3 separate regions of the Gossypium hirsutum genome follow, and regions 1 and 2 are each linked to region 3. Evidence: chromatin contacts called from public Hi-C data. All regions are on one chromosome and are shown on one strand. Each heading gives the region's core, a stretch centred on a gene start, on an enhancer-like site or on the middle of the called end of the contact. The rest is flanking DNA. Distances are from core to core; before and after follow the strand shown. Region 1 has its middle 6.0 kb from the start of TRNAL-UAG. Region 2 holds the start of LOC107911714 (pyridoxal reductase, chloroplastic). Region 3 holds the start of LOC107954611 (rab GTPase-activating protein 22).

Region 1 (2,700 bases), core at 5-2,504, 130 kb before region 3:
TGAATAAGCGTCGCTAATGCTCTATTTTTAGCAGCGTTTTTGAAAAAGCACCGCAAAAAATATTTTATCTGTCTATTTATTATTTAATTAGTTTATTTATATTAATTAAAATTCAAATTATTTTTAATTGAATATTCAAAATCTTCAAAAAAAATAATGACACGTAGAAATAATTTGAAATAAAAAACATAGAAAAATATTTGTTAAAAATGGAAAAATTAAAATACTGTTATTTAAAATAATTTTTAAGTTTTTTGGGTACATTACTGAGTGTTTTTTAATTTACATATTAAAAAATTTCTTATATAATCGTAAAAGAGATAGTATTAATTTTAAAATATTGAATTAATTATCACTATAGTTTAGGGTTTTTGGTTTAGGGTATATGATAAATTTAAGATTTAAGGCCGCTTTAGGAGTTAATAGTGTAAGGTTTAAGGAGTATGGATTTAGGGTTTATGCATTAGGGATTATAGTTTAAGGGTTGGGATTTAAGGTTTAGGGGTTAAGGGTTAAGGGTTAGGGGTTAGATTAGTTAGTTTTTTTAATTTATATATTAAATATGTTCTTATATAATTGTAAAAAAGATAATAATAAATTTACTATATTGAAATTAAATTATTTAAGAGATATATAATAGATAGACTTTATATGTATTAAATGGTTAATTTAGGGTTTAAGGTTAATGTTTACTTGAGATTTGTTAAATGATAAAATTTTATACAATTAATTAATGCTTTTATATTTAAAAATATTTAATCTAAACCATTTGATATATTTAAATATTAGTTTAATTAGAATTAATAAATAAGTTAAAAAAAGTAATAGATTGATATGGATTATAGGTAATTATTTAATTTAATAGGACCAGATTATAAGAAATAAAAATAAAATACAAAAATAAAAATGAAATAAAAAACTAAAATTTATAATTTTATCTAATTCTTATAAATATTACTTAAAAAATTTAAGAATTATTTATTTAAAATTTATATGAAAGATACAATAATTGAATATAAAAAATATGTGAGTTTTAGAGGCGTTTTTAGCAAAAAACACCGTTACTATATACAAACGGCGTCGTTTTGTTCAAAATAAAATAATTTTTTATGGCGTTTTTAGTTTAAAAAATAATTTAAGCAATAGCGGTGTTTGCCGCAAAAAATAATTTTAGTTTAAAAAAATGACACCATTTCCCCAAAAACAAAGCAAAACCGACATCGTTTCAAGAAAAGAAAAAGGGCGCCGTACCAAATCTATAGGTCAAACAACCCCCCTCTTATAGTTAAAAAGCTCTCATTTTTCAACCAAATCCAAACCCTAAACTACGCTTCTCCCAATTTCTTATTCATTTTGAGGTTTGAGCAGATCGATCAATTCCAGAGAAGTCACTCAAGGGCTGGGATTCCCTTCAACTCAATGCTCTTTTTTGATGATGAGGATAGGAACATACAAGCTGTAAGAACGAGTTTTCCTATCATCTCGAATTTCCTAATTTTTTTTGTTTTTGCTCTGCTCACTTGCTCGTATTTTATGACATTCCGACTCTTCATTTTTCTTGAAACACCCATGTCTAGCACTTGTATCCAGTACATATATGGATATGAATATGGTGGGAATTTGACCCTCCTAGATCTCTCCAAGCATATGAAAAACTTGGGAAATTTGAGCATGTGTTGGACAAATACCTGTTTAGGATATTCACATCTGAATCTGAGTAACATACTTAGTATTTCATGGAGTCGGATATTAGGATCTTACATGTTTATGCATTGTGGTTTTAAGGATCTTTTTACCTTTTCTTTGTTATGGTTATTGGTAAGGGTTGCCTTGGCATTATGCTTTGTTTCACTTAACAGTATTATCTAATGTTGGCCCTTGGTCATCGGTATCAGAAAGAAACCAAGATTGTTTTACAAATTATGCGGTGGAAACTTTTTGAAACCACATTCAGTATTATAAATTTAAAATGGTCTTATATGTATACCATCTTTGAATGTCGACTTCTACAGAATCCTATCTTATGATTCTCCCAGTGATGCAGGTTAGTTATTTTTCATCCATTCTTACGAAGAATGAATGAAAGCTGATTGTTTTTATTTTTATTTATAAGTGAGGGGGTGTCCAAGATGAAACTTAGTACTTAAATGTTAATCATGACTTAATTTTAACGGATGCTCGGTTGGCTATTATTTTTTATCTTTTTAATTTCTCTTTTGTTATGTCTACTGGACTTGCAGCAGCAATGCTACTATTGTGAAACTTAGTAGTTAAATTCAGTTATGGCCGGTCTAAAGGTTATGGCTTTGTAAAGTTTAGTGATGAAACTGAACAAATTCGTGCAATGACTGAAATGTATGGGATTTATTGTTCAACTAGGGCAATGCGGATTGGACCAGCTGCTAATAAGAAGCCTGTCACTGATCAGCAGTATCAGAAACATAGACTCTTGTGGTTTATTTCAAGTTATACTTTATCTTGATTGCCTTATGAAGTTTGTTTGGTTGTGTATAGTTTTTATTTGCAATGATTTATGCGTGAGTGCTTTGACTTGACAAGTTGACTGCTAGTTGGTTATTGTGTTTTTGTTTATTGGTTTTAATTTTCTGAGGTGGATCTGTTACAATCTTCTTAAAATTCAAGTTCTTTCAGTTATGCACTTGAAGATATGGCGAAATTTATACAAAGTCATTTCCTTCC
Region 2 (2,700 bases), core at 129-2,628, 250 kb before region 3:
TAACACAAAGAAGGAGAAAAAGGTGTGAATTGCCTCTACCTGAGCTGAGCAGAGTGGGACTCCTCGGGCTTTAAGGTAATCATGAATCTTTACGAGCTGTTTGGGTCCATAATTGCTAACTCCAACAGCTTTAACTAAGCCCTGCAAATTATATAAAGTAGATTTTCTTCTTATATGTTTGTTATGTAGAATGTAGGTCTCTTAACTTTTTGCAGTTCAAGTTAATTCTTGGACAAACTTTCATATATGCTAATGAAATATGATGATCTCATTTTATAGTAACTGAAATATCATATTTTGGTTAACCTTCTCATACATTGCCACTAAACCATTCCAAAGTGCCAACTCTTGTGGGGGAGCATAGTTTGCAGTAGACCAGTGTAATTGTCCTATTCCGATTTGTTCAATCTGCATTCGATCCCGAGAGGCCCTGGAAAAACAGTTCTTAATCAAATTTAATGACCACAACCTTTCAGCCAATTGTGCCACAAAGAGGATCACTTTTATGGAACCCATTGAACAGCAAACCTGCAAGCTTGAACAAATTGCCCTGATGTTAGACGCCATGGGTAAGCTGCAAACTTTGTGGCAATCACAATCTCATCTCGTATCCGTTTTTCCCCTGAGATTGCAAACAATATTCAAACTTAAATATCAGAATGGTAAGATTAACAATCTCTATTGTAATATAGGGATCCTGGTCTTTATCAGCTATTGTGATTTGTAAAACCCACATATAAAGATTGAAAAAGAAATTTAACCAACCTTGAAATTCTCTAATGAACTTCCCTAAAAGCTTTTCACTCTGTCCGTTGAGTCTGCCAGTCCCATAAGAATCGGCGGTGTCAAAAAGATTGATGCCATTCTCCACGGCAAGATTAAAAACCTGTTGAAGTTGAGAATCCATTGAAGGTTGGTAACCCCAGAGAAGCTGGTTTCCCCATGCCCACGTCCCAAACCCCATTGGAGAAACAGTCAAAGGACCCATTTTCACCTGCCCAGGAAAACCCATCACTGAAACACATGTAGACCGGATAATATCAAAATAGAAAGGAGAACCTGTACTCGAGTGTAGACATGGTTAAGAACTGGAGGGATTACCTTTTGCCATGGCCAGAAGAGAGGGGGCTTGAGAGACTTGAAAGGTGAAGATGGGGGATAGAATTGATTAGAAGCACTGAGACAGATAATGCAAGCTGACGGGACTGAGTTTGAGAGAGCCATCGCCATGTTCTCATACACTCTAGCACTTGAGAAAAAACATAAAAGTCAGTGGAGTGCATTGTTAGTTACGGTTATGCCTTCTTGTGGTTTTTGTTTTTTTTTTTTTTTCTGAGCGAAGCCTTCTTGCGGTTGGAATTGAAACTTGGAAAGATCATGCATGGTCGTTGCTTGTATTTCTTTTATAGGTATAATGACTTTACTCATTTTGTAATTTTATTCTTTTATTTTATTTATTGTCATTTTGGTCCTCAACCTTTAAAATTTAGTCAATTTACTTGCTTTTGGATGAAAAATTTACTGAACCGCTAAAATTCTAACGGCATTGATGTGGTCACTCGTGTGGAAATCCACGTATAATTCATAAAAATTCAAAAAATAAAAAATTTAAAAAAAAAAAATTTTAAAAATCATAAAAATTTTTAGAAAATTTATCCATTTTAGTAATGAAGTATACGTGAAATATCACATGAGTTACCATGTCAATATTATTGAATTTTAACAGTTCAGTTAGTTTTTTCTGTCCAAAAGCAAATAATTTGACTACATTTTAAAGGTTAAGGACTAAAATAACTAATAAAAAAATACCAAAATGAAAAAAAATCAATAAATGTTAGATGTTAAATTTATTTTTATAATTTTTTTAAGAGGTCAAGAAATTGGTAAAGGTTTGGATTTTGAATTCTGCATAGGTTTTATATGATCATAACAACTTGTTTGGTACATTTAAATTTAATTGTTAAAATGTCTGTTGTTTTAACACGGTTGTTCATTACCAAGGTGGTTATTTGGTCGGTTTTTTTGTGGCTAGGGGTTTGTCTTGTTCGGGCGTTTTCTGTGGTGGATATATAGGTCGTGGCGTTGTCCTTAGATGGTGGTGAAGATAAAGCGTGACAACTTCATGCTGATGAAAGGGTGACTACAACTGATACAAGCCTTTGTTTGGTTAAGACTTTCTTGACTGCTATGTTATTAAATTCTAGACTATACACACGACTTTGGCCACTCTTTGGCATCCTCATGGAAGAATTTCAATATCAGATCTGGGTGAGAAAGGATACCTATTCGAATTCTATTATGCCATTGATATCAATAGGGTGATAGATGGCAACCCATGGACGTTTAATAAGCATATCCTGGTTTTATATAAACAAAAATCGGGGGAGGATCCATTAAGGGTGCCATTGTACTCTGTCAATTATTGGGTTCAGATTCATGATCTTACGATGGGATTGATGTCTGAAAGTATGGCAAGGTAGTTTAGGGCCTTCTTGGGATCTTTTATGGATTATGAAGCGAAGTTAGTTAGTAGGGGTTTTTGGAGAGTATATGCAGATTTGGGTATAGATTGACATTCAAGCACCTTTGAAAAGGAGGAAGAAGATCGCCTTGCCACATGCTCATTCCATTTATGCTAGATTCTAATATGAACAACTGTCACTCTTCTATTTTTTATGTGGTCGTTTGGGGCATGGTTAA
Region 3 (2,809 bases), core at 225-2,724:
TGTGTCAAGTTAGTTACTTTGATATGTTAATTGTAAATCAAGGTAAGTATATCGTTTTAATACCTATGAACTTACTAAGCATTCAAAATGCTTACTTAGTCGTTTTCCTTTTTTTTAATAGATTGTCAGTTTATGGAACTCGTCGATCGGGTCACCTCGAAGCTCACACTATCATGTTATCTACTCGGTAAACTTATGCTTGTTTTAAGCTCGATTATGTGGTATGTACATGTGTTATATTTATATGAGTTTCTATGGTTAGATAGTTTTTTTGAACTCGGTTAATGTTTGAATCATGAAGTGTTAATGTTCAAAAGTGAGGATGTATGTTTTGGTAACTTGTGTCACTTTGTGTTTGACATTTTAAATGGTAAGATTAGTATGAAATGAGGTAGTAAATGTGATGATAAGGAATGGTAAAATGTATTGATGAGTATATTGAATTGATTAAGCAAATTGTTATGTTTTGTTGTTCAAATGAAGACATGTTTGATAGATTGAATTGAGATAATGTTGTGAGGTTTTTGATATGTATTATGACATGTTTTATGTAGGTGGAATGTTGTGCTAAGTGCACCAAATGTGGAAAATGGTTTGGTTGGTTGAAGTAGGCACCAAAAGGTCTATTTTGTGCCAAAAATAGAGTTCACGTTACGAAGTCTAGCAATGATCGTTGCGATGAGATTTGGGTTGTGGACCATGGAATGGCAAGGAATCCCATCGGCACAATAAGGCAAGTCAGACGGTCACGTCGTGACGTTGTTTTAAAATTTTGAAAATGTTGCAATTTGGTCCTAACACGATTCCGGGAAAACTTCAAAGCATTATTTATGATCTGTAATGGTTGTGTTTGCATTATTTATGTTTTAAAGTGAATCTTAATTGTCTGTAGTTGCTCCGTTAATGACTGTAGCATTCCGTAGCTCGAACCTAGCGATTGAGATGGGCGAGGGGTGTTACAAATTTGATCCGACCTGACTCATGAACATCTCTACTAAGAATAAGAGTTTTTGGATTTTTAATTAAAAAAAAGGATTTTAACTAAAAATTATTATAAAATAGAGAGAGATGGGGAGAATAAAGAACAAAGAAATATGAAAGTAATAGATAATGTACTTTATTAATCAAAAGGGGTGATTACAATGCTTCATAAGAGTCTCTATTTATAAGCATAAGAAGAATAAAAGAAGTAGAGATCTAATTCTAATAACTATTAGAATTTAAAGTATATTAAAATTTTATTTTGATCATGATGAACATCCACTTAATAAGATATTTATAACAAAAATAACATAAACTGGTGTGGAATTTTTATAAAAAAAATTTTATTAAGCGGGACTTATGAGGAATAATTTTTGAATTAAAATATAGAAGTAGAAGCAATATAAAAGTAATAAACAGATTTTGGATTGATTGTGGCGGTGATGAAAATATATTTAACCCAAAGGTTTTATGGTTAATTTGCATTTGGAAACAAATGGAATTCAAAAAAGAAAAGGAGAAATAATAAAATAATAAAGAAAGCGAGAAGGGACCAATACTTAACAGCGGAAATAATTAGCGTAGGTAGTAGAAACAATCTGAAATCAAATCTTTCAGTTTGAGAACTCTTCTCTCTCTGAGCAGCTATGTAGTATGGAGTCGAGTCTAGATAGGCACATAACTCAAATACACCTTTCTTTCTCGATTCATTCATTGGGCGGGCGGCCGAATAAACCAAAACCCAATCAGGAAAACATAATAAAAGAAAGGAGCTGTTGAGATTTGAGAAAGCAAAGCAGTCAACAAAGCTAAAAAGAAAAAGAAAAACTCAAGAGGAAGAAGTTAAAAGGAAGGGGTAGGTCGGGCATCTTGCTTTGGTTTCCTCCACCTCAAGCCTTCCATGCTCCCCTCAGCCAACAACAGCCCTACCGGAATCCACCACTTTGGCGGCGGCGGAGGAGGATTCTGGTCCTCTGTACCCATGCCGCCCTCCAAAACTACCGTCGCCGTTACTGCTGTTGCCGGCCTCGCTCTCTTTGCCGCCATTTTCTTCACTACTACTAGGTAAAAAGAAAATCCCTCCTCCCCCCCCCAAAAAAAAAGTGAACTGATCGATCATTCAATGCTTAACGGTAAAAGCAAATCTCCGAAACCCCTAGTACCGGTTCGTAGTAAGAGTAGTCGATAAGAATCAAACTCTAATAGATGAGAGCTCTTAGAAGAAGTCAGACTTCATCTTCATCTCCGAACTCACCTTCACCTTCACCCTCTTCGTCATCGTCATCGTCATCATCTTCATGGATTCATTTGCGTTCGGTTCTATTCGTTGTTACCTCTTCTTCCCCAGTTTCTTGTTCTTCCTCTGATCGGTGAGTCCTCGTCCCCTTTCTTCTCCCTTTTTCCCTCAAACACTTGCTCGTTTCAGTAATCTCTTGTTAGATTTTCGATTCAGATCCCGATCTCCTGTCTCAATTCTTTCCCCTTTGTATAAGTTCGAAACTATTTGTTTCCTTGTTTGCCTTGCTTCCTTTTTTTTTCATTTAGATTCTTTCTACTCCCCTTAAAACTTTTTCTCTTTTCGCTAATTAGGGTTTCTGCTTCTTGTTTGTTAGTATTTCCAGTCATTTTTGCTCCATTTTTTGGTTGTTTATTTCAAATTCTAATATTTTCTTTGCTTTACTTATTTTTTTTTGAATCTGTGTTAATGTGACTTGGCAACCTTATTTTTTTAACATATTTTTTTATCGTTGACTAAGGCTGCCTTTAGACTGCTTCAATCTGCTAGGATTTTATTCATGATTATGACTTTCTATTGTTGATATATTTG

The links. Hi-C and Micro-C count contacts between places; a contact is called where the count stands out from the background.
Region 1: a Hi-C map of leaf shows a contact between it and region 3, with 2.2 times the contacts expected there. The contact joins the enhancer-like site here to the promoter of LOC107954611 in region 3. A contact is called at or near these places in 15 of 34 Hi-C or Micro-C datasets (callus, fibers, hypocotyl and 1 more).
Region 2: a contact with region 3 is called in a Hi-C map of leaf, with 2.2 times the contacts expected there. The contact joins the promoter of LOC107911714 here to the promoter of LOC107954611 in region 3. A contact is called at or near these places in 2 of 34 Hi-C or Micro-C datasets (both in leaf).

Annotation. Positions count from the first base shown.
Region 1 is chrD08:32,816,752-32,819,451 of Gossypium_hirsutum_v2.1, forward strand. No RefSeq gene overlaps it. Among protein-coding and RNA genes, the nearest start is that of TRNAL-UAG, 6.0 kb to the left of the region's middle. Within about 2 kb of position 1,255, at least 7 of the 9 cell types and tissues checked have an H3K27ac peak or open chromatin away from gene starts, as enhancers often do. A contact at or near this core is called in fibers and leaf, where this site is marked.
Region 2 is chrD08:32,693,556-32,696,255 of Gossypium_hirsutum_v2.1, forward strand. LOC107911714 (pyridoxal reductase, chloroplastic) reads right to left here and starts at 1,379. Exons shown (of 8, transcript XM_016839614.2): 1 at 1,102-1,379; 2 at 766-994; 3 at 529-622; 4 at 307-430; 5 at 40-141. The coding sequence starts at 1,230.
Region 3 is chrD08:32,944,809-32,947,617 of Gossypium_hirsutum_v2.1, forward strand. It overlaps LOC107954611 (rab GTPase-activating protein 22), which reads left to right and starts at 1,475. Exons shown (of 5, transcript XM_016890220.2): 1 at 1,475-2,351. The coding sequence starts at 2,188.